Linked DNA regions of Mus musculus: region 2 is linked to region 1. Evidence: chromatin contacts called from public Hi-C data. All regions are on one chromosome and are shown on one strand. The core of a region is the stretch at or near the end of the contact, and the rest is flanking DNA. Distances in the headings are between cores, read along the strand shown. Region 1 overlaps Auts2 (autism susceptibility candidate 2). Region 2 overlaps Auts2 (autism susceptibility candidate 2).

Region 1 (5,499 bases), core at 1,050-3,549:
GGCTACCAAAACTGATACACTTCACTGTCTCGGCCTGGAAAAAGAGGTTAATGTCTGCTCCAAGAGAAATACAGACTCGGGTTTGGAGTCTGTGTCGGCTCTACATGAGCGATAACAAACACAACACCCTAAAATCTCCCACCATCTGCTGAGCTGTCAGCCTCCCTGCAGGAACTCAATTTCTAAAGATTACAGTCCTTTTAGTATAGAGCCAGAGGAACACTCCAGAAGAACTTTAGAAAAGATATTAGCATTCCCACTAACATCAACAAGGCTGTGTGAGGTTCACTTCAGGACAGAAACAGTAATTCACCTTCGTCTTCTAGACACAGAAAAGCTTTGGTGACCAAACAGAAACCTGAAGCCTGGAGTGGGCTCATGCTCATGTCTCCAGCACCAATTCCAAAGGCTAACGCAGGACTGTGGAGAGTTAACAGCATTGTAGATGGGAGTGGCAGGCCAGCTAAGCATACACAACAAAACTTTAAAACAAAACAAAACAAAACATACTTAAAAACTTAAAACAAACAAACAATAACAACAACCCACTCAGTTTGGGGTTTTCAGTTTACGTGAATACATAAAGACAATAAAGGCAAGGTATTAATTCAGGTGATTCAAAAATCCAGGAAAAGAATTAAAAGAAAAAGAAAAACCAAGCCAAAGACACTCAGCTACTAAATGAAAAGGTCATGTTTGAAGGCTCCAAGGCTCACTTTATGTCTACAAATATGCTAAACCCACAAAAGTTTATATAAACACTGAAATTTTCCGTGTAATAAAGGTAATCTTCTATACCTACCAATGTACTCACTCCTCCCTCTAAAGCACACAGGCTTTGATGTGGTAATTTATTCTTCACATACCAGCTATCTGTGCCTACCCAAGCCATTACGTCAACAACTATGCATAATATTCTAGAGAAGTACTACTATATAAAATTTTGCATTTAAAGTACAAAAATTTTAAATAACCTTTAGACTGAACCAAAATGCATAAATAACCCAAAGGAACTTGGAAACCTATGTTCACTTGGTGAGTACACAGCCTGTTAACACTAACAGCACCCCTAGCGCCATGCTCAAATATTCCCACTCTGTCCAAAGTTCCTATGCTCATCCAAAAATAAGCACAAGTCAAACAAGGTGACCGCTGCTTTAAAAACTTACATTTTAGAATTTGGTATAATTTTCCTTTAATGGACACTGTAGATTCGGGGACTTACGGGGGAAATAAAACATCTCAAGAGAACACTGAAAAGCAATAATCTGAAGCCATTATCACAGCCTAGGAAGGCTCGACTTACATTTTCTAATTCTAATTCCCTCACTCTGAAGCACAAGAGACTGCAGTCTGTACAGCGGGCAACCCAAGCCCCTGCTACATGGTTGACGGAGAAGCCACTCGCAAGGCACACAAAGTGTTAAATCACACAGTCAAGCTGTAATCCTTGACCAGTGACCCAGGAGGCTTCAGCCTGGGACCTTTCAGGTGTCACTGCTCAGTGTCTTCATACAACTACACTGCAACACTGCTCCTGAAACTTCCTCCTTAGCAAATGTCACCTTTTACCTCTTCAGCCTCTCTTCAGCCCATCCTCACCATTTTTCCTCTACCTGAATCCTCCCTAGATACAACTTTAGTCTCCAATAAGCCTTGCCAAAACAAAAGTAAGGCGTTCCTTAATCTGCGCTTCCCGTCTACACTTGCACACCAGCTGCAAATGCTCCTTCAAACAAGCAGGCAGCTCAGCTAGCTGGGTTTTTTCAGTAACAAAGGACAGCCCCGCACTTTTCCATTTGAGGCTGCAGAGGGAGCCAGAACCATGCAATGCGAAAGAAAGCAAGTCAGCAGTGTTTGGAGGACTGGGAGAATCCAAGGCTAGTGAAAAATATGAACACAGGAATACCGCAGACATCAACTCCAAAATGAAGGTTTTTTTTTTTCAATAAAAATAAAAAATAAAATAAAGCTCTCAAATTAGTAGGTCTTCTCATAAGACTTCCTTTTGAGGTATATTTTAGGAAGGAATTTCTAAAAGTATTTTAAATTTTTATTTGTGTATGTTCATATGTGTTTGTGTGTACATGTGCACACGCAAGTGCAGGTAGATGGGGCAGCCAGAAGAGGGTGTTAGATCTTCTGGGGACAGAGTTACTAGTGGTTTTGAGTTACCCAACATGGATGCTGGCAACCCAATTCAGGACCTTGACAAGAGCAATTGCTATTACCCACAGAGCTATCTCTCCAGCCCCTGCAGTATTTTTAATCAGAGTATATTAGAAGCTGACCTGACCTTGCCCCATAACACACAGCATCAGATCAGAAGGCAGAGAAAGAGGAGCAGAAGGCAGGGTCAGAGGCAGAGCCACATGTTTTAAGAAGTAAGATTGCCAATACAAAAGACAGAAAGCCCTGACTGATCCCAGTCTGTGATGTTGTGACAGGTCATGAAAGGAGTCTCAGGAGACTGTCACCTCCAACACTACCTTGTGACAGTGAGATGCCACAGCAGACACAGCAGAATGGAGAAGACAGCTGTTCTAATCAGTGGCAAGACAACAGTTAACTTGTAATTCCAAGTGATAAAGAGAGCTTATTCTGACAGCTCTTTCCTAACAAACCAAAGACACATAATAACAAGCTACGATGATATCAGTGTGGTTTATACTGTAATGGAGAGACAAGTGAGATTTTGTATAATGTGAAGGTTTTAGGCAAAGCCTGAACAATATATACTGTCAAACACTCTAAAACTAAATGTGAACTGGTCACCCCATGATACATCTTGAACAAGGAAAACAACAACAGAGAATCTGGAAGAAATTTTAGAATACAGAAAAAATATGAAAGTAGGTTAAAAGTGCAAATTCAAACAGCATAAAGACATGAGGCTCAACCTAGAGAAACACATCCTTCCAAAGAGACGATTTTCTTTAAAATACGTAAGCAGGGCTAGGAATGTGGGTCCACTATAGAACATGCACTTAGAACACCTCCATCCTGCCTTTATAGAAGATGGTGTGTAGCTTAGTAAACACTTGCCTAGGATCCCCCAGTGATGGACTGGGGGTGTGGTTATGTGGTGGCACACATTTCCCAACAATTAATAAAATAACAGGATGAAGTAATATTCAAAACAGAATGAAATAACAGAAATGACCCAGAAGTTACAAAGACATCATTCATAAACAAGAACATTAAAATATTTACTATAAGATCCATTTGGATGTTTAAAAGACAAAGATGTTTATTATTTAAACAACACAACCTGTTTTTAACCTCTAAAACTACTTAACACACATAGGAGAAAACGAGATCAGTAAGCATGAGGCTAAGCCAAAGAACTATCCAAAAGGACACACACACACTCTCCATCTCTCTATCACTTACACACACACTAACACACACACACACACACACACACACACACACTTAAATACAAGATGACAAATAGTTTGATATCTCAGAACTAGAATTCCATTGAAGGTAAAATAAAGATGAATTCTCTCTTTAAAAAAACGTCAAAGACAGACTAGAGAGATGGCTAAGTGGTTAAGAGCTCTTGCACCCCTTCTAATAGATTCCAGTTCAATTCCAGTACCCCGATTGGGTGGCTCACAACAGCTTGTAATGAAAGTTCTGGGGTATCTAACCTCATCTTCTTCTGAAGGCACCTACACCCATGCACATATACACTCATGTACACACGCGTACCCATAATCATGTACACACACATACACTCACAAAATAAAATAAATCTTTGAGGAAATAATGACCCAAAATTTATCAACATAAAAATTATGCCCCCATAGAATAAAATAACTCAACAAATACAAACTAGAAGAAACATGTATAAAACTATACTAAAACTCACTGCAGTCAAGTGCTCTAAATGCAGGGATTAAAAACTCTGAGTGGCAGAGAAAATCCTTGCTATGGTTAAGAAGAATTTAGGTGGCATCAAATGTCTTGTGGGAAATAACTGAGAGAAGACAGCATATCAGCACATTTAAAGTGCATGCACGAATGCATGTGCAAACACAGACAAATACAGAGAGAGAGAGAGAGAGAGCCTATTTATCAACAGAAAACAACCTCTGCACCTGAGTGTCCTTAGATCATATATATCGTTTGCCATATACTAGACTATCTCAACAAGAAATACTAGAAGGAAGTCCTTTGGTTAACAGGAATAGCTCCACTGTCAGTCCGACTTAATCAAACGAAAGACACAGTAACTAACCATTTGGCTTGTTTGGTCTAATCAATATTTCCTGATTGAAAATCGCTTTAAAAAATTTACTGGTAAAATATAAACAACAGAAACAAATTGCTGTCTGTTTAACATATATAAATGTACACTATGAAATGTACACTATAAAAGTTAGGATGGAAGAAATGCAAGCCAAGAACAGAATGGAATGCTAAGTTTATCATTCATACACCATATATGAAGTCATGTATCACTTGAAAAGCTCTTACAAGCTAAAGATACAACACACACACACACACACACACACACACACACGGAAAGCTATCATCAATATAAAACCAGTGCCAGCCCGGCAGACTTGAAATTGACCTTCTCAATGGACAGCACTCCTATGAAAAGACAGAGGGAAGGGGCTGGAAATCTGCCACATTCGTGTGTCTTTCAAATGCTCACAACCCGAGCTCAAACCATCAGGACCAAACACACTTTTCTAGCCTCCGAAGGCACCTGCCCTATTCCCACGTGCTTCCCCAGCCATGCACATAGCAACACGCACATTGTTTTTTAAAATGACCAAAAAATCTATTTAAAAGGTAGGAATAGTAAGTAAAATAGGGCTTTATGGACACACATTTTTTTAAAACTATATTTCAGACTACAGCCAGGGATAAAGACATCTATTTAATAATAATAACACACATTCATCAATCGACACAACATAACAATCTTTAATGTTTATGTGCCTAACAACAGAGACATCAGATAAAGAGAAGGATTAAAACTAAATTACAGTCAGAAACATGAATCAATCTCCTTTCTCTCAAGCAAGCAGAAAACACTCACTCAGGTTATAATGCAACTAGAGATCAAAATGAACAGCTTGACCAGACAGGTATGTGTAATACACTCTACTCAGCCACTGGGAATAATGACTTGGTCAATGCACAGGGATCACCTACATAGGCAAACTGTATTATGACGATAAATTGAATGACAATCCATGTTGGATGTGAAGTGCCATAAATCATGCAAGCAATCACAGGGTCTATATAGGTTGAAGCCCACAAATAAAAAAAAAGTATCATAAAAAGGAGCTAGCAATCACAGGGTCTATATAGGTTGAAGCCCACAAATAAAAAAAAAGTATCATAAAAAGGAGCTAAAAAGTATTTTGCATAGAAAATGAAAACATATTAAGAGTTTGTGGGGTACTGCTAAAGTAGTATTATGGGGTACATTTATACGGTAAATTTATATGCCTATATTAGGAAAGATGATTCCAG
Region 2 (5,499 bases), core at 1,992-4,491, 210 kb after region 1:
CATCGGCCAAACCTCACTGTGCTGTAACAGCTTGTACTGCTGTAGAGTCATCAGACATTCCACGTTAAACCTGTGACATCAGACATAGCCATGTTAAACCTGTGACATCAGACATAGCCATGTTAAACCTGTGACATCAGACATAGCCATGTTAAACCTGTGACATCAGACATAGCCACGTTAAACCTGTGGCAACTCTCCCACACCTCCTTTTCAGTAACCAACGTGAAAATGAACAAGAAACATGGGGAGTCAAAGTTTAACAGACTGAATTTTTCTGTCAGGGTCAAGCCAACTTCTTAAAGATAAGGCAATGTTTCTTATAAAGGCGTCTTGGCTACAAGACCACCATCTAAAAGATACAGTTTTCATTATCTTTTATCTGTTGGAACACCATGATAAACTCCACAATAATCTGCAGCTATTGCTATTCAAGGTATAACAATAAATATTCAAGGTACTACAACTGACCCAGGGACCCATACCTTCTCCTAAGGGACCAAGGTTGAAGTCGAGTCTAATGCATCTCTAAGAGCCAAGCCAAATGCCTCAGTCTCCATTTCCTTAATTGCCAATACATTTTATAACCAGAACATACAACAAGTAACAAGCTTAATTATAACAGTGGGCATTTTAATTGCTTTTGGAAAACTAGCCAACACCTGTGGTCTACAGCTTCAAAAGGATGTAATCTCATAAGCTAATTAAGAGCTAAACCCTGACAAACTGTAGCTCTCGGTGATACTCGGGTTGCAAGCGTATGCAAGCAATGTATATAAAGAGACCATTTAGAAGGTACTCGTGTAAATTGGAAAATTTATTCAGCTTAGTTCTGCTTTAGTTTCTGATAATGGGGAACAAAAAAGGATCTTCGTGCAATTTAGTGATATGTCCTTCAGCAGAAAGTCACCCAAATAGCAAAGTTTAGAATCACTGGCTCTAGGTTACTTTGAAACATTTCAAACGTGTGTTAGTTTATTTAGTTAACTTGGAAAGGTTCTGGTATTTCCCAGGAATTTTTAAAAGAAGAAAACTAAAACAGAAAAGACATCATGGGTAATGTTATTGAAACAATGGATTAAATTTGTTCAATGGGCAGTACTGAGAGGTCCCATGAAACTTTCCTGAGACATAGAGGTAGCATTCTGCTCATTTCTAATTCTCTCACACTCCTCTTTTAATGAAGTTCACAGTTTGGGTGTATTTTTACTTAATGGAAAAAAAAAATCTTCATGGCAAGAGGAGTAAAAACCAAGAAAATCCCCCTTTGGCCTTGCACAGTGAAGAACACACTCAGGACAGACTCAAAGCAAAAGCACCTTGCTACCCGTGCTACTGGGTGTTCTCATGGGTGTATTCAGAAATTCGTTATTTTTGAAGAATCACTGATGTGTTAAACTTAAGGAAAACTATGAGATTGGACAGGTGACCGTCACTCAACTCTGGTGGCGAGAAGTTACAGGAGAGAATCTAAGGTTTCCATTGCTCTGAGGAAACACCATGACCAAGGCAATTCCTATAAAGGGAAACATTTCATGGAGGTTGGATTACAGTTTCAGAGGTTTAGTCCTTACTATGGTGGGAAGCACGGCATCCTTTGGGCAGATATTGTGCTAAGAGTTCTATATCTTGAACTGTAGGCAGCAAGGAGAGGACTTTGTCCCACACTGGGCAGAGCTTGAGCATAGGACACCTCAAAGCCCACAGCGATATACTTCCTCCAATGAGGCCACATCTACTCCAACAAGGCCATGCCTCCTAATAGTGACACTCCCTATGGGCCAGGCACTCAAATACCTGAGTCTATGGGGTCCATACCTATTCAAGCCACTAAAGTTGGTATGGAGTGAAGTTTCCAATTGTTCTGTAAAACACCCTCTGTCAACTCCTGCACAAACTAACTTATTCCTCTAGGGAAAGTTGTGACTGCACCTGCACGGGAGCCTTATACAAAGCTCCCACCCACAGAAAGTACTTAAGAACCAGATGTGGGAAAGGCACAAAGAAGCCTCAGTCAGGTTTAGTAAGGATAAGGCCACCGAGAAGCAAGAAAGTTGTTGTCTAAACCTTTCCTCTCTGCCCTAAAGCCAGTTCTTCCAAGATAGTCTAAAGCTGGACACTTGCCAATCTTGTGCAACAATCCTGCTAAGTTTGCTCACTGCAGCAATTCCCACTGCATCTGGCTTCATGACACTTTGCTGGCAAGGAAGCAAGCACAGTCTCCTTTCACAAGCACCCAGCAAGGTAGTAAAGGCCACCAGCTAAGTCACCAGGGATGTCTGAGCTATTTAGTGACTCTGATAAACAACTATGTAAAGGCTTCCTCTCAACTTCAAAAAAAACTTCCAATAAAAACCTTCACGCCTTTATTGCAATAAACAGAAAAAAAATGCATGTAGGGCTGACCATATCAGACATAACTAATCTTCTCAGTAGGTTCTTAAGAGACCAAATTCCAAATCTCAAAGAAGAAAAAAAAAAAAAAAAAAAAAAAAATATATATATATATATATATATATATATATATATATATATATATACACATACACACACACACAGCATAAAGTGTCTGTGCCAGTTAGGATTTGTTCTCTTTTATTTGGTTCTGTTGCTTTGTCAACTTGAAACAAGGTAGAGCCATCTTCAAAGAGAGAAGTGAATTGAAAGGGTGTCTCCGTCAGACTGGCCTATGGACACATCTGCACGTGAAGCATTTTCTTGATGAATGAGTGACGTTGAGAGGACCCAGTCTACCATGGGCAGTGCCGCTCTGGGCAAGTGGTCCTCGAGTCTATAAAAAGGCAAGCCAGTCCACAGCTTTCCTCTATGATCTCTGCTTCAGTTTCTACCTGGAGATCCTGCTCTAGCTTCCTTCACAATAAACTCTATCTAACCTGCAAACCGATAAACCGTTTCCTCCCCGAGTCGCTTTTGATCATGGTGTCTGCCACAGCGACAGAAACCTCACCAGGACAGTATCTACGTGGCGACTCTAACAAACAACCAAGCGTGCCTCTCTTTACTCTCGTATACTGTTTACTACTTCTCTAATAGAAAAAGCAGGAACTTAAGAATACAAATTATTGACCCATGATGGAATACTAACTCTGATCAGACATATTCTAAAAATAACTTAGCAGAGCTCACGTGAGAGCAAGCGTACATTCTCATACCTCTCTCGAGGGACCAGTGCCAAGTCTTTCAACGCTGGACTTACCGAGGACTCCCACCCACTCCCTGCTCACTAGCACCCTCTGAGGCTGAATGCCAGACTCCCACCTCAGCATGCTACCAGAGTTCCCTCGGTACTACCAGTGTCTCTATCTTCATTAGTCATCCAGGAGAACAGAATATCTCAGAAGGGTTTTCTGTTGGCCACCCACGATAAACAGTTTAGAGAAGCTGATCAATCCGATATCCTGGGATTTTTTTTTTTTTAATCTGCTTGTGTTTCTGCAGGTATCAACAAAGCACAGCTCTCAGAACGGGTTTGCTAAGTTAAACTCCACAGTGCCCTCCCTGATCCACTCACACTTTACTTGGACAAACCTGGCTTTCACACCGAGATTCAAAGGATCAAAGGTGTCACTCAGCCCTTATTCTTGAGTCTGTTTGTGGAAACTCGGGGACAGCCTACAGAGCAGTGACCCACAGGAGGAGCTCTGCACTCAAGCCAGAAACTCAGGCACACAGATACAGCTAGTCTAGGCTCAAATTCTGAAGCCTCACAATGGATGGCTGTCTGTGATACTTGATATGAACAAGACCTGCTGAACAAGGGATGAGTTTAAACTGCCAAGTGAAATCTTCTTGGGTCAATACTTCAGTTAATGTTCATCATAAACACTGGCTAATCGATACTAAAAACAGATTCAGATATATTCACTCCACAAGGATATAAAATGTAGGCTGTTTTGTGCATGTGTGTATTACTCCCAGGATCCAGACAAAGGCTTAGTAGATTGTGTGCTTTCAAATACTTACCAAATCCCTTCAACTTTCACAACTACCCACATGAGGAAACTAAAGATTAAGACACACACTTAAAAGGTATCTGGGAGAGTGGCTCAGCAGTCCATTGTGTGCCTAGAATGCCCGGGTGAGGGATAAGGGGTATGGCCCAGCAGTAAAGCACTTAACTAGAATGCCCAGTGAGAGGATGGAGCATATATCTAGTAATGTGAACGACGCTAGGTTCAATTCCAAGCACGGGAGTGGGGAAGAGGGGAAGTATACTGAGATTTAAATAACATATTCAACATTATACAACTGGCAAGTAGCAACATTTCTCTTTTTTTTAACATTTTTTTTAGGTGTATGGATGCATGTCATCATGTATATCTGTATGTCACTTCTGTGCCTGGTTTCAACAGAGTCCCAAAAAGGGCATTGGATCCCCTGAATTGGAACAACAGATAGTTGCACGTACCACGTGGATGCTGGGGATTGAACCCAGGTCCTTTGAAAGAACAGCCAATGGCCTTAACAGTTGAGCAACCTCTCTAGCCCCAGCATATTTCTTATACCTATAATATATCCTACATATACTTAGCCCATAATCCTGCATAGTTGTGATTATAACCACTAGGTTACTGCATAGCTTTAGCAGTCCTTTATTAAGAGCCTATTCGAGGTTTAAATGGAGTTAGGTACTTACTATATAATTCATATCTTCCTCTAGCGGTTGTGATAAATGATATAAGAAGCCAAAGAAAACAAACTGGGTATACCACAATTCTAAAACTAAAATTACACTCATAAAAGGAAGTATATCTTATAGACTAGGGAAAGTTGAACATAAAGCATGAAGATGAAGTTTCACCACTGAAGCAAAAAGTTAACTGCTGTACCCACTGTTTATCTCTTAAGAAGAAATGGGAAAATCCTGCTGTGGTAGTTAACATGACCATCAGAAAGCTGAAGTCAGAGGCCAGTGAGATGGCTCCATGGCAAAATGCTTGGCACTAAGTGTGACTACCCTCATTCAATTCCCAGCACATGCATGGTATAGGAAGAAACTGACTCCCACAAGTTGTCTTCTCACTTCCATGCATGTGTGCATGTATTGTGCACGGACACAAGTACACACATACATACACAGTAACTGTAATTTTTAAAACTTTTTAGAATAAAAAGAAAAGGTGAAATCTATTGTGTTGGTACACACTCATCTGGGAGGAGGAGTCTGGAGACTGAGGAGGAGTTAGAGGCTAGTGTGAGCTACATGACCAGTTAAAGGCCAGCATGGACTACATAGTAAAACCAAGTCAAATAACAAAAGGAAAAAAAGAACCCTGAAGGCTGTTTTCAAGGGAAGGACAGTTCAAGTGTCCTCTACCAAGAAAATAGCAAAAGAACAAGGCAAAATTCCAAGGAAGACCTGACCTCCTGGTGCCTTTCCTGTTGGCTTCCTGAGAACATGCCAGCATCTGCACACTGCTTACAGCAGAAGCATCAACGTTCTTTCACTGTGCAACATGCAAAGCATCGTGTAACCAA

What was found. Hi-C and Micro-C count contacts between places; a contact is called where the count stands out from the background.
Region 2: a contact with region 1 is called in a Hi-C map of the G1E-ER4 cell line, with 2.7 times the contacts expected there. The contact joins two enhancer-like sites. A contact is called at or near these places in 8 of 484 Hi-C or Micro-C datasets (the G1E-ER4 cell line, the HL-1 cell line, Sertoli cells and 5 more) and 2 of 9 other capture datasets (embryonic trunk and pancreatic islet).

Annotation. Positions count from the first base shown.
Region 1 is chr5:132,230,047-132,235,545 of GRCm38.p6, forward strand. All of the region lies in intron 2 of Auts2 (autism susceptibility candidate 2), which reads right to left. Among named protein-coding and RNA genes, the nearest start is that of Auts2, 310 kb to the right of the region's middle. RefSeq lists an enhancer at 1-314. Within about 2 kb of position 2,300, at least 11 of the 459 cell types and tissues checked have an H3K27ac peak or open chromatin away from gene starts, as enhancers often do. A contact at or near this core is called in the G1E-ER4 cell line, where this site is marked.
Region 2 is chr5:132,434,955-132,440,453 of GRCm38.p6, forward strand. All of the region lies in intron 1 of Auts2 (autism susceptibility candidate 2), which reads right to left. Among named protein-coding and RNA genes, the nearest start is that of Auts2, 110 kb to the right of the region's middle. Within about 2 kb of position 3,242, at least 21 of the 459 cell types and tissues checked have an H3K27ac peak or open chromatin away from gene starts, as enhancers often do. A contact at or near this core is called in the G1E-ER4 cell line, where this site is marked.